Regions from separate parts of the Sus scrofa genome. Here region 1 is linked to region 2. A link is a contact called in public HiChIP or PLAC-seq data. All regions are on one chromosome and are shown on one strand. The core of a region is the stretch at or near the end of the contact, and the rest is flanking DNA. Distances in the headings are between cores, read along the strand shown. Region 1 overlaps THRB (thyroid hormone receptor beta). Region 2 overlaps THRB (thyroid hormone receptor beta).

Evidence for each region. HiChIP or PLAC-seq counts read pairs in DNA pulled down with a chosen protein or histone mark.
Region 1: a contact with region 2 is called in an H3K27ac HiChIP or PLAC-seq map of alveolar macrophages. The contact joins two enhancer-like sites. A contact is called at or near these places in 2 of 2 datasets of contacts at active chromatin or transcription factors (alveolar macrophages and skeletal muscle).

Annotation. Positions count from the first base shown.
Region 1 is chr13:11,324,593-11,328,036 of Sscrofa11.1, reverse strand. The region is part of intron 1 of THRB (thyroid hormone receptor beta); the gene reads left to right. Among named protein-coding and RNA genes, the nearest start is that of THRB, 34 kb to the left of the region's middle. Within about 2 kb of position 1,701, at least 7 of the 83 cell types and tissues checked have an H3K27ac peak or open chromatin away from gene starts, as enhancers often do. A contact at or near this core is called in alveolar macrophages, where this site is marked.
Region 2 is chr13:11,064,430-11,068,234 of Sscrofa11.1, reverse strand. All of the region lies in intron 2 of THRB (thyroid hormone receptor beta), which reads left to right. Among named protein-coding and RNA genes, the nearest start is that of THRB, 290 kb to the left of the region's middle. Within about 2 kb of position 2,239, at least 6 of the 83 cell types and tissues checked have an H3K27ac peak or open chromatin away from gene starts, as enhancers often do. A contact at or near this core is called in alveolar macrophages, where this site is marked.

The sequences.
Region 1 (3,444 bases), core at 452-2,951, 260 kb before region 2:
TTATCCACAGATGGATAAGCCTGTTGTTTTAATGTCTCTCTTTTGCTGTTCAAACAGCAGAATATATCACATGATACATTCTAAAATAAAGAAATGTGCTCAATGAAATCTCCTTAAAGTCCATAGAATCATCTTCATTTTAGGGGAAGTGGGAGCAAAGCTGTGGCGATGGTGGGTACGATGCTAGGCACTCTCTGAGGTATGTGGTTTGAAATGATTTCCTAGAAAGAAATGGCTACAATTTAACTCTCCTAGTCTATTGACTGAAATGTATTTTGAAGATAATATGGGGTTACCAAGCCCCCCAGAGTACACAGAAATACGTTCTCAATGAATATTTACATAATAAGTACTTCCATGAAAACTAAGTACATTAATTTCTTTTCTTTCTTTTTTTTTTTAATGGCTGTGCCTGAGGCATGGGGAAGTTCCCAGACCAGAAATTGAACCTCTATCACAGCAGTGATCTGAGCTACGGCCATAACAACACTGGGTCCTTAGCCACTAGGCCATCAGGGAACTCCCTTTTCTTTTTAGATTATGTGCAATCCAGAACATACCTGAAGGTTGAAAGCCATAGGCCAGGGCATCTCAGGCTCTATTTAAACTGCATCTTTCTTGTTCTGTTGCTATTGCTTTGGAGTTTGGTCTTTCTCTTTGAACAATATGAGGCTAATTCTCCCAGGGCTTAAATCTCTCCTCCATCATCAGTTGGGTGCTCACAAAGGAGTATTCATTATTCAGGTTATGGGTATGAGATTTACTGCCTGTCATAACACACAGTTTTGGTGATGACAGAGTTTTAAGATTTCGTAAAATTTGTAAAAACCTGCACGCACAGAATATGGAAGTTCCTGGGCCAAGGATGGAATTTGAGCCTCAGCTGCAACCTGTGCCACAGCTGTGGCAACATCATATCTGTAACCTGCTATACCGGGCCAGGGATCAAACCTGCAGCTCCACAGTGACCTGAGCCACTGCAATCAGATCCTTAACCCACTGTGCTGCAGCAGGAACTCCTTTAGCTAATTTCCTTTATACCTGAGGTTTCAGGGCAAATATTCCTGTGTTGTGATAAAGCTGAAGGACTCTTTGAATATGATATTATTAGTCAGTTTTATGTCAGTATTCTCATTATATTGCAAATTACAAATGTATTTTTGTTGCTATCAACGTATTGTGTCAAAACAATAACAAACGGAGTTTCCGTCGTGGCGCAGTGGTTAACGAATCTGACTAGGAACCAGGAGGTTTAGGGTTCGATCCCTGGCCTTGCTCAGTGGGTTAAGGATCCGGCATTACTGTGAGCTGTGGTGTAGGTTGCAGACACGGCTCGGATCATGCATTGCTGTGGCTCTGGCGTAGGCTGGCAGCTGTAGCTCTGATTCGACCCCTAGCCTGGGAACCTCCATGTGCCTCAGGTGCGACCCTAGAAAAGGCAAAAAGACCAAAAAAAAAAAAAAAAAAAAAAAAAAACCAAACAACAATAAATGTAAATATTTTTCCAGGAAAAAAGAGAGATTTACTGCCTGTGAGAGAAGGAGGAGGATACTTGACTCAGTCAATTTTACCATTTATTAAAGGTCAGATGGAGGAAATATAAAGTAATAGCTAAATTATGAGCAGCCAAAGCAGGAATGAGAACCCTCCACAGTGGCTAAAAGGGTTGGAAATGTTTAACTCACTGAGGCAATGAGATTTCAGTTGGGGAGAAAGAAGTTCCTCTTTTTAATGCTCAAAGCCATTAAACATAAACGACAGGCCATAATTTCAGTCTTCTCTCAAAGTCACAAGATCTTGAGCCTGTGAAGCCTGCTGACCAAAGCTCACAAGCCATCAACCAAACTCAGCTGCTTCCTCTTCCAGGTACAAAACATAAAATAAAATAAAATAACCCTGAAATAATTTGTCTGGCAGGTATTATCAGCCCAGAATGACCAGTGTCATTTCGCCTCAGAGTGTTTTCTTTTACGTTGCTGCATTTCTTTAGAGCCTCGATGTTCAGATGTGGTCCCTGGGCCAGCCCCACGGACAGCCCTGATGCTTGTCGGAAATGCAGAGTCTCAGGTCCCAAGCTAGACGTGTTGGACCAGTATCTGCCTTGACAAGATGCCCCAGTCTCAGCCAAGCTCTGCCGTAAAATAATGAAGCAGTGACTGAATGGCTGCTGCCATCCTGACTCTGAAGAGTTCACTTAGCTTCCACATGGGCCCAGCTTTTCTCCGTAGAAGATGTCCTTACCAGGAAACTTGACCTTCTGGCTTAGAGATGTGTGAGCCCAGAAAGCTCCTCTCCACCCAGACTTCCTGTCCCTCCCCACCCCCGCTTTCATCCAAATAGAGTGTCGTCCAATAAAGCCTAAGCACACAGTTAACTGAGATTTGCCAGCTTGTGACACCAAAACACTGAATCTCACAATTTGTATTAGTTTCATCCTCTTTCTCCCCAAAACTATTTCTAGAATGACAAGCAAATCAGAAATGAGATGGATTCACAATTTGCCACCTTTGCGCCTTTATTCCCCTAGTATTGGATGTTCACTAATGGCCAAATGAATAAAAGCTCTGAAAGAGGAGTTCCCATCGTGGCTCAGCGGGTTAAGGACCCAACGTTGTCTCTGTGAGAATACAGGGTTGATCCCTGACCTCATTCAGTGGGTTAAGGATCCTACGTTGCTGCGGCTGTGGCATAGGCCTGCTGCTGCAGCTCTGATTCAACCCCTAGCCCGGGAACTTCCTTATGAGGCAGGTGCAGCTGTTGCAAAAATCAAACAAACCAACAAAACTCTACTCTGAAAGAGAGTGACTAGTAAACCTAGATAGACTACAAAATGGTTACTGAGTGAGAGAAAGACAGTTAAACACATTTATGACTCTCATGTACAAAACTATATCTCATAGTTCCACAAAGTGTAGAGGAACCCAGCTCTCTTGGAAGACAGGTTCTATCCAGTGCCAACCAAAGCCGATTCTGATAAGCAATGCCTTCTGATAAGCAATGCCTTCTGATAAGCTTCAAAAATTCTTTTAACGTATTTTTCAGTGACTTGCTCTGAGTCTACAAGATCCCTATCCTTGCTTTCTCAATGACTTGTGTGAGAAGATAATACTTTGCAGAGAAATTCAGTGAAGCGACCGATAAAGTGCTTTAAAAATACATTTCAGAGAGTGGAGTGAGGATAGTGATGTCAAAACAGTATCCACTCATTCTCCAGCCTCCCGAAGCCAGCCCTGGGCCCAGCACAGCCATTCTCCTTCAGACAGAGTGGAATAGTGAGGGTCAACCCAATGTGTTTCATTGACTCTTAGAATTCAGTTCTCTTCTCCACCTGTTAATAAAATATCCTCTTGGAGGGAAGCCAGAATTCTCTCAGGCAGTTTAGACTTTCTGAAATAGAGGGCAGTTGGAAAGAGGAGGTAGTACAGGAATATAGAAGTAAAAAAT
Region 2 (3,805 bases), core at 990-3,489:
CGTACATATATCTGCATTCCTCCTCTCATACTATTTTCCATCGTGTTCTTCCCTAAGAGAATGGACATAATTCCCTGTACTGTACAGCAGGACCCCATTGCTTATCCATTCCAAATGCAACAACTTGCATCTACCAACTTCAAACTCCTTGTTCATCCCACTTCCTCCTCTTCCCCTTGGCAACCACAAGTCTGCTCTCTATGTCTGTGATCTCTTTCTGTTTTGTAGATAGGATCATTTGTGCCATAGTTTAGATTCTACATGTAAGTAATATCATATGATATTTGTCTTTCTCTTTCTGCCTTACTTCACTTAGTATAAGAATCTTTAGTTGCATCCATGTTGCAGCAAATGGCATTGTTTTGTTTTTTCTGGCTGAGTAGTATTCCATTGTGTATATGTACCACATCTTCTTAATCCATTCATCTGTAGATGGACATTTAGGTTGTTTCCATGTACTGGCTGTTATGAATAGTGCTGTGATGAACATAGGAGTGCATGTTCTTTTTGAACGAAAATTTTGTCTAGGTATATGCCCAGGAGTAGGATTGCTGGACCACCGGTGGGAATGTAAATTGGTACAACCACTATAGAAAACAGTATGGAGTTTCCTCAGAAAACTAAATATAGAACTTGTCCCTGTTTTAAACCATGCTGGCATTTACTTATCTCTTGCTCCCAGTGATTTAAAGTGACACCTCAATCATCTATCTCAGTCAATTTGTCTTTGAGTAAAAGAGTCCCAAGACCATGCAGTCTTGTCTTCCAGGATCCCAAATGAACCTCTGAGGACTTGGTGGCTGTTTATGGAGAAGTCACTGGACACTCACTAAGCAGCATGGGACTCAGTGCAAGAAGGATGCATCAGGAGGCCAAGTTAGCTTTTCAGCCAGTGGCTCTTGACCTTGGGCAAGTCACTCCATTCTCCACTTCCACCTCTAAAAATGAGGAGCTGAATCAAGTGACCTGTGGTGTTCTTTCCAACAACAATCTTAAGAAAAGCCATGAACTTCTGGGGAGGTGGAAAACTGTGGCCCCAGAGTCCAGATGAGTTGGTTGGAATTCTGCCTTGCTGCTTGCTTGTGACCACATTCTGGTTCTTCAGGCTCTCCACACCTGGTACTTCCCAGCTCACACCTGTTGCCTAGATACTATAAGTTACTGTCTCACAGGGCCTGCGGTGGGGTCAAGGCTATCAGTATTTACAGCCAGAATGTGTCTGTGCTCAATCAACACAAAACAAAAAAGGTGGCCTCAAACCCACTGTCAGTCTCCCTGGGAAGCGAGGCTGGTACATACAAGATTATTAACCACACGGTACTAACTATAAAGTAACAGTCCAGAAAAGGGCTAGATGACGCCATGGAGTTTCAGGCAGCCAAGTTTAGGGCTAGGACTGTTGGTTGGGAGAAATCATACGTGAATTGCTCCTTGTCTGCTTCTTTCCTTTCTCCCCTCTGACTCTCCCAAGTTTATTTTGCTTTGGAAACCAGGCTTCCCCAGGGGAGCTGACCAAGGGCAGACCCACAGCCTCTTCCTGTCTCTGAATCTCTGAGCCTCAGCCTGGGGGGTCCTGTTGGCCCTGCAGCATTGCCAGCATTTCTGGGTGCCCTTTTTAAGTCCTTCCCCTGCCCCCACATGATCTCTAGGCTTTGTGCTGCTTCTGAGCCTCCTGCTTTTGCCCTCCCTTCCCTCCTTCTCTGCTCTGTTCAGAGGGATACCTCTCCAACCCTTTTGTACATAAAGCCACAGAAACAGGAGGGTTTGATTTCTGCACGGCTTGGACCTCAATCCCTAGAGGTCTAGAACCACTAGAGACCATAGCTCTTCACACAGTCCATGTTTGGAGGTGTTGCTTAGGTCTGAGGGGCTGAACCATGGAACTGACTTCTACCCAGAGATGGATTTAGTTGCAGGGATGCAAGTGCTGGGCTCCTCAGAGTGTAACTGCAGGAGTCTGCTGCACTTGTACACCTGGGGCACTTCCACTTGCTCTGTTAGCGTGTTTAAAGCATCATATAACTCGTCGCATGCAAAGTGCTTCATTCTCCTCAGACCAATTAGGAGGACTGAACATTCCCTAAAAAGCAAACTGGAATCACATGGTTTACATCAAGGGGCAAATGCCAACCCAAGGGCCAAATCCAATGCCACTTTCTGCAAACATTTCGCTGGGCTGTGCTCATTCACTCATGCATTGTCCACCCACAGCTACTTTCACAACTGCATGGCATGGTTCCATCCAGGCTGAGACATGCCTTAGTCCCACTTCCTCAGTGGCCTCCGTGGTCCATATTGGAGAGCTCTCTGAGCAATACTGTTTTCGTTTGGAGTTTCCCCTCCCACCTCCCTCCTCTGCCAGCACCAGGCTTTTTCCCTCCACCTTTGGGCCAGGCTCCTTCTTCCCCCTCCCCCTGCCACAGAGCCTGGGCTCATTCTACCCTTATTCTTGAGTACCCTTCTCTCCCGTTCCAGCTGGCCAACTCCTACTCCTGTTTTGATTTCATCCCCATGGGCACTTCTAGGAATCTAACCACCCCCCACCACCACTTCTCAGCCTTCCTTAAGTCAAAATCTGCATTTTAATCTTCCCCTTATATTATATGATATAGCCTAGATGTAGTTTTACATCGAATTAATAATAGCTAGCTCTCATTTTACACTGAATTGCATGATTGACTTGACATCTCTTCTCTCCCCAAAGACAGTGAGCACCTGAAAGACAGATACTATTTTTGTTTGCCTAGCATAGTGGTTGGTCAATAGTAGGTGCTCAATACATATTTCATGGAAGAAATGGATAGAGGGAGGAAAGGGCAGGAGAGAGGGAAGAAAGGGTGGATGGACAGATAACAGTTGTAGCATGTTCAGTCTAAGATGCTTTAACATAGGCACTAGACTGATGGGTTGAACACTGCAAATTTTCCATTAACAAAAAGTGAGGGAAACATAGGCATTTGACGATGGGATTGTTGAAGTCAATACCTTGGCCATCACCATGCTGTTTTTACATTCATCCCAGGGACACTCTATTTTTATGAGAATGTAATAATAACAAGTGTGGTGTGTGTCTCTTAACTACCACAAATATTTCTCAAATGCAAACTTGTGGCTTCTGATTCATCCATGTTGTGAGGGAGGAAAATCCAAGCTGTCACAGGCGTATGAAAAGCCCTGCATTCTTCTTCACGGCACTTCTACATGACTAATGTCATCAAACGACCACAGAAACTAAGGCATCGGTCACAGGAAAAGAAAAATGGTGTTGTCCTGGTTGTATTTGTCACAAAGCCTTGGTGTGGGTGGATGTGCATTTGCATGCTAAGGATCCCTAGAATGAACGGCCTTATAGGATTCAATCATGTTCAAGGAATCGAGCCCTTACTTAAAAAAAAAAAAAAAAAAAAAAAAAAGACAGCACCCTATAGCAATCAACTGACTCCAAAGTATTGAGTCTTTTACTAAATGCCTAGGAAGCTAGGATGCTTGGGTTGACCCCTAACACATTTAAGTGCATTCTCTTCAACAGTTATCTTAGAAAGAATAGAAGAAAGTATTTTTACTTGAGTGACATTGCCCTTACTCTAAGTATCTGTAACTCCTCTTTGGGACTCCCTTCAAGGCCAAGAGTCTATTATTAAACAGATGCTTAGTCTTTGAGGGTAAATTTGATTTTTTGAAAACCCAGTGTTATGAAGAATCAAATCTGGTGAATAAAATGAGGCATCAAGCTAAGTAATAATATTTTGTCCGAAAATGAGATTCAAGTCCAAATGATGCTGGTTTTTTCCTTTTCTTTTCATTC